Linked DNA regions of Gossypium hirsutum: regions 1 and 3 are each linked to region 2. A link is a contact called in public Hi-C data. All regions are on one chromosome and are shown on one strand. The core of a region is the stretch at or near the end of the contact, and the rest is flanking DNA. Distances in the headings are between cores, read along the strand shown. Region 1 holds the start of LOC107951341 (synaptotagmin-2). Region 2 has its middle 28 kb from the start of LOC121216860. Region 3 has its middle 49 kb from the start of LOC121216741.

Region 1 (2,700 bases), core at 178-2,677, 430 kb before region 2:
TTTGCTATATTCTTAGCAGTTGTGCAAATCGCCTTGAAAAACGAAGTGCCGATACTTGATAAGGAATTCAATAATATAAGAGAGGCCATATATGTGAAAGGTCATTGCAGTTATACATACCGTATCTAGATAAGGCCACATGGTCTCGATAAATTTGTTAAGCCAGTCAACCTGCAGAGAAACAGACAGTGATAACCTTGATGCATACCTTAATATGAAGCACTTAAAGACCCAAATACAGAAATGAAAGGACATAGGATAGGAGAACATACACGGTCAAAATCTGGATTTTTGACCCACAAAGGGATCTCTGGAAGCAACTGCTGCAAAGTTTTAGAGTCTTCCTCAACCAAAGGACGGATTTTAGGATCCTGAACAACCAAAACATACAATGTGACCATCTTATCAATGGTTCAAAAGGCTGATTTATTCGTTGTTTTCCTATATGATAGCTTCATATGATAACTACAGCTTCTTATAAGTGGCACCAACAGACATCGACACAGGCCAAACCGGTTGGTCAATGGTGATCAAGTACAAAAAGCAAAATCCCAGAAAAAAAAAGCAATAAACAAAAGAATACCTCTATGTTTATTTATTTATTCATGTTTTAGAATGCTAATACCTGCAGAGAAAAAATTGTGAATCCTCAAACTTAAATTTTCCCTAGAAAAGCCTAAGCTAATGCCTGATCATTTCAAAATCATGTTCTTTTCGACTGAAAATCATGGATATAAATCTCTCAAAGCGAGAACATTACAAATTACAAATCTTTGCACGGTGAAACAGGAAGACAGAATTCATAAACTCAAAAAGAACAACTTGAATTAACCATTAAATTATAAGAGTAAAAAAGAAACATTCGATCAGCTTAGAATAAAGTTATCATTTTTTTAGCACTTGTTCATTGTTTTAACAACAAAAATTCAAGCCGCTTATGGAAGAACAAGAACAGGCACCTAGGAAAAAAAAGGGACTCTGACAAAAACTAAGAAAAGCAAAAGGAAATTCAACCAAGAAAGAAACAAACCTTAACATCAGTGGGAAGGAAGTAGATGAACATGTAATACCCAATGACGATCCCAACCGAAGTTCCAATTCCGAATCCAAAAACACCCATTACAGAGCTCAAAACACCCATTTTTCCTTTCTGGTTTTTTTTTTCAAGGATAGCTCAAGTAGTTTAATCAAAGAGGCATAAAAAGCTTTTGCTCTCTTCTGTTGAAGTGAAACTAATACCAAAAGGAAAACCAGAAATGGAATCTGAGAAAGATTCTTGTGGGAAGTAAAATTGGAAGCAAAAAGAAAAGAAATGGTAAGAGACATTAGAGTTAAAAAATCTTATCAGGAAGAGTGGAAGCATTAAAGGAGCATTTACAACTAGTGGTCAGTCCTTTACGTTCAAAGGAGCCGATGCCATTTTGGACCTACCAGAGGCTTTTGCTATGAAATTTTTATGCGCGTGATATCTTCTGTCGGTAACGTTAATTGGTTGGTTACGGATTAGTTTTTTTTTTTTTTGAACTTACTACCTTAAACAATTTCTATATAACTACAGAAAGGCCTTAGCTGTACTTTTCTCACTTTCCTCTTACATGAACAGATTATGGTCAATTCCTTCACTTTTTTTAAAATTATATAACAATTGTTATTTTTTATTTTTTATTTTTATATTTCACTCAAATTGGAAATTGAATCTCTATATTTTAATTTAGACATAATTTAATATCTCAATTTTTATAATATTATTAGTTAATCTAAACATTTTATTATGGTTAAAATATTAATGTAAATTTTTAAGAATTATTAATATCATTAATTTTTTTATTAAATTTCAGTTCATTACAATATTATTTTGTTTGTTACATGAATTCTGAATATCTTTTTAATTTCAAAATGTCATACTAGAAAATTTAAAAAAATTATAATAGTATTAATAAATTAACCTAAATTTTTAAATTAAAAAAATAAAAACATTAAATTTCTAAAAATAAAAATATAATATTAAATTCTAAATATATAAAGATTAGAAAAAAATTAAAATAAATAATTTACCCAAACACTAAGCGTGACTAAAAATCATATTAATATATTACTAAAATTATGTAATCTATTAACTAATTAAAAAACCGTTAGTAATATCATCTTAAAATTAGGCTAAATCAGGTTAAAACAAGCGTGTTTCACTTTCCCGACACAAAAAGTAGTGTCAGTATCATTTTCCTTTTTGGTTTTTAAAATATCATATTTGACAAGATGGATTTTACTTAAATAAATTATAAAAAATTATAAAAAGTTAAAAATATTACTAAAAATAGTAAAAACAATTCTTCAATAACTTTTTTAATTTGGTTCAATTAATCTTAATGTGTCATGATATTCTATTGACATTATAAAGTCTTTATTATGTTAATGAAGTTTGTCATTCATCATCTACAATAAATATTTGTTATTTTCTTCTCTAAATTGTATGTTTCATTTATTGAATGAATCAATAAATTTATCTTTCAAAAAAGAAAATCTCTATTTAAATTAATATACCAATTAGTTCTTAATCCAACCAATTTGATAGGATAGTTCGATTCGATTCTAGTAATCATAAATTTTTTTTCACCTATAAACTAATTTGTGATTAGTATAATTCTAAAAATTAATTAAATTTATTTTTAAAAAATATATAAATCTTAAATATGAAAATCT
Region 2 (2,700 bases), core at 30-2,529:
GGTGTTTTTATATTAGGAGTCAAATTGTATTTTTTTTTCTCTCTACTAAAAAATAAATAAATTAGTCCTTATACGTTAAATCAAAGAGAAAATTAGTCCTTTCTGTTAAAAAATTTATTTATTTGTACTGTTAAAAACTTGCGTGGTTGACTGAATAACTAGAAAATGACATGTGACGTGTCATGTGTACATTTTATTGATGTACAATGACTAGTTTTTAATAGAAGAATTGGATGGAATTTTTAATAAAACAATCATTTTGCATTTAATCTAATGTCCAAGGATTAATTTGCCCATCTTTTAAGCAGAGGGGACAAAATGCAAATTGAATCCTGATATAGGGGTGTCCATGTTATTTTACTTATAAAAGTATGAAAAGACAAAATGGCTTCATAATAATATTATAGTTTAAAATAAAAATATTCATGTAATTTCATTATTGAGTTGGTAACCTAACTAAGAGTGACACTAACTTCGCCAAATTTTTAAATATTAAATAATGAATTTTTTTTTATATAAAGGAATTATAAATATATAAAATTTCATATAAATATATAATACCATGAATATGATTATTACATAAAATACAAATACATATTTTTTTAGTTTTTTTTATATATATATTTATGAATTGTAACAAGGACAATACAATTATAAATACAAGTATTAAACTATTATAAATGAACTGTACATTCAAATTATTATAACATAAACAAATTAAGAATTAATATAGTTTAAACTAAAATCAACCAATTACGATTAAGTAGACCAAAACTCTCATATATTATAAAAGTTAAAAACTTATATAAATTAGGCATGATAAATCTTTGAAGCAAAATCTCTACTTTTACCAATTAAATGAGGTAATGATTTGTTAATATATATTTTAAAAATAGTCACGAATTCTTATGAGATTCGATGTGATTAAGCAAGTAAAAAGAGAAACATTGAATTCAATTCAAATTAAGCAATTCCATGATCTGGGATAACAGAGATTATTCCATTAAATGGACAAAGACGTCGTTATACATCGTTTAAATCAAAATTAATAGATGTGAATGAAGGTCACGTGCATGGCACCGACCAATCATGGACCGGAAATTCACATCAAGACTGGCTGGCCTTCTGCCACGTGTACCAATCCCTTAAGGTCTTGCACTGTATTATCACATAAAATATTTAATGTTTTACTCCTATTTTCTATTTATGTGTTGCTCTTGCATAAGATGGTCATTAAATAGTCTTGGGTCCCGCCAAGTGGGATACGTGTATTGCTAGGATTCTTTCAAGTCCCTTTCAAACCAGACCAACATCCTAGAGCCCGAGGGAGTGATCAACGGCTGGTATCTCCTCACCGGCTATTTCTAATTATTCGATCCAACGGCGTCAATCGAATTGACGGCTGCCGCCCAACAGTGTTTCCCAAGCCTTGGACTGCAATGGCTGTCGGTAAATTAGGTGTCTGTGGTAACATTTTTATTATAAAGAAAATGAAAAAAAAAAAGAAGTAAAGGAGAAAGTATGTTACTAGTCCCTGCATTTCTATATAATTTGATATTTACTCCCTATATTTTAAAATTTAAAAACTCAATTCTCTTACTTTTTCAATTTAAAAATCTTAATCCAATAATTATCATATGTTAAAATGTTTATTTTCACTCATATGACATGTCAGATGAGGGAAACTTAATCAACATGCTAAATTGGTAAATTTTGACAAAAAATACTTACTATTTTAATGATTGGATTGGGATTTTTAGATCAAAACAGTTAAAGGGCTTAATTTCTAACATTTTAAATATGGAGAACAAATCTCAAATTTTATCAAAAGTATAGGGCCTAACAGACAATTTTAACGAAAAGTAAATTACAATAAAAAATAAAGTAGCCGTTGGAGACGTGGAGTTTATTACTTGTATAAAAAGAGGCACAGACTTTAAAACACATGAAAGTCAGGAAGAAAAGTAAAATAAATTAAAAATCCAAACCATTTCGGATCCCTCTGGGATCGAAATCGATTTTGTATCTATTTTCTGTTTATCAATAGCATTTTCTAACCAATAATATTCTTTTTCTTTTTACTTTTCATTGAGAAAATCTGTAAAGATTTCCTCTGAAATATATATATCTTGAACATGTTTTTGGGTTCAGGCTTTTGATCATATTATTGCGAAGATCATCGCCTCTTTTTGTTTGATATTGAAAAAGCTTGTTCGTTGTTTGCCAAAGCAAAACCCAGTAGTATTATGGATGGGATTTTCTTGCCATCTTCAGCTGAGAAATCTGTTTCTCCAAACAAGCAACTCAAGAACATTCCAAGGAGACATAGTAGTGGAGCTCACACGAGCATCATCCATGGGGGGGAGGAGGAGGAGGAGGAGGCCTCTTTTTGGCTCCCCTACCTTCTCTTTCCTTCTCTTATCCATTCTATCAGGCTCAGCAGCAACCACCTCTCCTTCCACTTCCACTCCCTAATAAACCTCTTCATACTTCGCTCCCTTCTCGAACCCCAACCCTTCTATCTTCTCCATCTAACCTCAAAAGCAACAGAAACAAAGACCAATCTCTGACCCCTCCAAAGAGATCAAAATCAAAGCAACTCAGTGGGAAATCAGTAGGAGAGCCAAAGAAACTTCAAACCAGACCAACGGAGGGAAAAAAAGCACAAGGTGCAATTAGTAAGCCCTTTGTCATGGCATC
Region 3 (2,711 bases), core at 119-2,618, 310 kb before region 2:
GAGCTATCTATTGAGGGGACTATTTTGCAAAATGGTTGATAGTCTAGGGATTAGCCATGAAATAATTTATGATGTTTTCTGAGTTTTTATGGAAGAAAATGAACCTTGGTTGTTAAATAAACAACTTTTGTGAAATGACTTCTCATGAAAACCCTAATAGCACCATTTTGTAAAGTTTGTAAAATAGATGGTACTTTTATGAAATAATGGAAATTTTGGGTTGTTATAAGAGTAAAAAGGTTTCGGCTAGGCTTAAGGCATGAAGAAATTTGATAAAAATCGATTTTCAAGCCTAGGGGTAAAATGGTCATTTTATAAAAGTCTAGGGGCAAAATGGTCATTTTGCCAAAATTGTGAATGTTTTATTGTCTGAATTTATTTAGTTATTAAATGAGTGAATTTTTATTATTTTAGATCAAGAAATACGAAAACCAGACTTGGACCGGGGAAAGGCCAAGCTTGTGGATTAGGTCGATTAGTTGCTCATCTTTTGTAAGCCAAGGTAAGTTATATGTTAATAATGCAACTATATTGTTATTATTTGTGATTGAATTGATATTGCATAAATTGTTTTGATTGTGAATATGATATTGCTCTCTGGGACACGGCATCAACCTCGAATTGTTATTTAATTGAAAAACAACAATTATTAGTAAAAGGAAAAATACAATTACATTTTCAAGTAAGAAACAAAAAGTCCTTTTATTCTCTTCTTTTATTTAAACCCAAAACCTTCAATTACCCTAAACTCATTTTTTAAGTTGAAAGGCCTTTTCAATTTCTTCAAAAGCCTCTCCTTGATTAGTAAAGAATGGGTAAATTAAATATTATTTTAATCTCTTACAAACTTTTAATTTCTTCAAAAAAACCATTTTCAATTAACACATTTTATAGCTTCAAAATAATTTTGAGAAAGACACGAGTTTCAAACACAATAGTTCTTGGGATTTTTACTCTGTTCAACTATGGATTTTAAAACCTTTAGAAAAATAAGTTTATAGGTGAAACTTTTAAGATAAAAAGTGAAAGAGGAGAGATGGAGAAATGTATGAGTTTAGAAATTTTGACTTCAAAAGAGGGGAGGTTTCAGTGCTTGTGTCCAATTCTGCTTCTGTTCCTCTGAAACAATCGACATTGTTCTTTATTTCGTGTTTTGAGTTTCAGTGCATGATGTTGCTTACTTATAACACTAACTCTTTGTTTTACCTTTCTAGTCTCTTGTCCTTCAATTAAATAATGTATTTGTACTCAAAAGTCCTTGATGGGAAGTTTTGTTCCAGGCATAGGAATAATGACGAAGTTCCAAAATATCAACTAAAACATAGGGTTGCTTCACTAATGGTGGTAGAGACATGTGCCATAATGCAACATGAAAGGGTCCCCTCCATTATTAGCTTTCGGTTTAAGCATTTGGGCTCCAACATTTCTCCATTCACAAGGAAAGGCGCATTCACTTGTCTCTTTATGCAAGCATCCAGGGAAAAGAAAGGGTTAAGATAACTTGAAATAAGCTCTTCAACCACATAAATTATTCTCTTTTTTATTTCAACACCCGAATACCAACAAGCAAAGAAGATACCATACTACGCTTGTAACAAACCTTCTTCTGGACATATTAGGCCCAAAGCCCCACTCCCATTTCCCTTTTAAACATTCTTTTATTTTTATCTTTAACTGAAATATGATCTTAAAATTTTGTCTAATTTTATTTATATTTTATAAGTGATTAACGTAAACCTATTTTAAGTCCACTCATATTAATTTTTAAAAAGATTTAAAAATACATCTTTATATCATTTTAAAATAATATTTAATAATTTCATATATTTTTATTTACTAAAATTTTATATATAATTATCTTAACAATTTTTTTATGTTTACATTATAATAGTATTATATCTTACTATAAATTTAATTTTTATATGTTAAATTACATAATATATATAAAAATAACATAATATAAAATATTACAAACTTATAAATAGGCCGGGTTAGATTGAGCTCAGATCTTGAATGTTCAAACCTGAATCCAGTCCATATTTTAAACGAATTTAATTTTTTTACCCAAACTCAGTTTTTATACATAATATTTCTGCGTAAACCCTCTCTAAATTCTGGACGGACCTTTAGTCTAGTATTGATAACGATATATTTTTTATTAAAATTAGTACATATTAATATAAGTACGCTTTAGTTTATCATCTTCAACTTTCTAAAACATGTATCTCCAAATTTTAAAAATGATTACTTAATTCTAATAAAATAAAATATAAAATCTATAATTTATAACCTATATATAAAAGGGAAGGTCCAATCTCGACATGTGTCTCAACCCTTTTTTTTCTCATTTTATAGGAAAATGATCAAATATCATTTATTTTGTCCCTATGCTTAAAATTAAGATTATTTTGTCCTTATTTTCTATAATATTTTATCTAAAATTTCACCCTAATAAGTTTAACAGAAGAAATTAATGGTGTTAAAAATTACATCTAAATTTTTAAATTAAAAAATAAATAAATAAAATTTTTAAAAATAAAAATATAAAAATTATTTTTAAATACACAAAAAATACAAAAAAAACTTGAAATATATTTTAGCGTTCAAAATTTAATCATACAAAAAAACAATTAATCCAACATGGTAGTGGCCATTCTAATATATTTAAAAGCATTGTTATTGTTTTTCTTCTCCACTCATCCACAACTTCT

What was found. A called contact is a pair of places that touch in the nucleus more often than the background predicts.
Region 1: a Hi-C map of leaf shows a contact between it and region 2, with 2.3 times the contacts expected there. The contact joins the promoter of LOC107951341 here to the enhancer-like site in region 2. A contact is called at or near these places in 10 of 34 Hi-C or Micro-C datasets (callus, hypocotyl, leaf and 2 more).
Region 3: a Hi-C map of leaf shows a contact between it and region 2, with 3 times the contacts expected there. The contact joins two enhancer-like sites. A contact is called at or near these places in 5 of 34 Hi-C or Micro-C datasets (callus and leaf).

The regions. Positions count from the first base shown.
Region 1 is chrA02:29,985,575-29,988,274 of Gossypium_hirsutum_v2.1, forward strand. It overlaps LOC107951341 (synaptotagmin-2), which reads right to left and starts at 1,428. Exons shown (of 12, transcript XM_016886350.2): 1 at 1,031-1,428; 2 at 273-371; 3 at 121-171; 4 at 1-32. The coding sequence starts at 1,141.
Region 2 is chrA02:30,418,527-30,421,226 of Gossypium_hirsutum_v2.1, forward strand. No RefSeq gene overlaps it. Among protein-coding and RNA genes, the nearest start is that of LOC121216860, 28 kb to the right of the region's middle. Within about 2 kb of position 1,280, at least 4 of the 9 cell types and tissues checked have an H3K27ac peak or open chromatin away from gene starts, as enhancers often do. A contact at or near this core is called in hypocotyl and leaf, where this site is marked.
Region 3 is chrA02:30,108,728-30,111,438 of Gossypium_hirsutum_v2.1, forward strand. No RefSeq gene overlaps it. Among protein-coding and RNA genes, the nearest start is that of LOC121216741, 49 kb to the right of the region's middle. Within about 2 kb of position 1,369, at least 1 of the 9 cell types and tissues checked has an H3K27ac peak or open chromatin away from gene starts, as enhancers often do. A contact at or near this core is called in leaf, where this site is marked.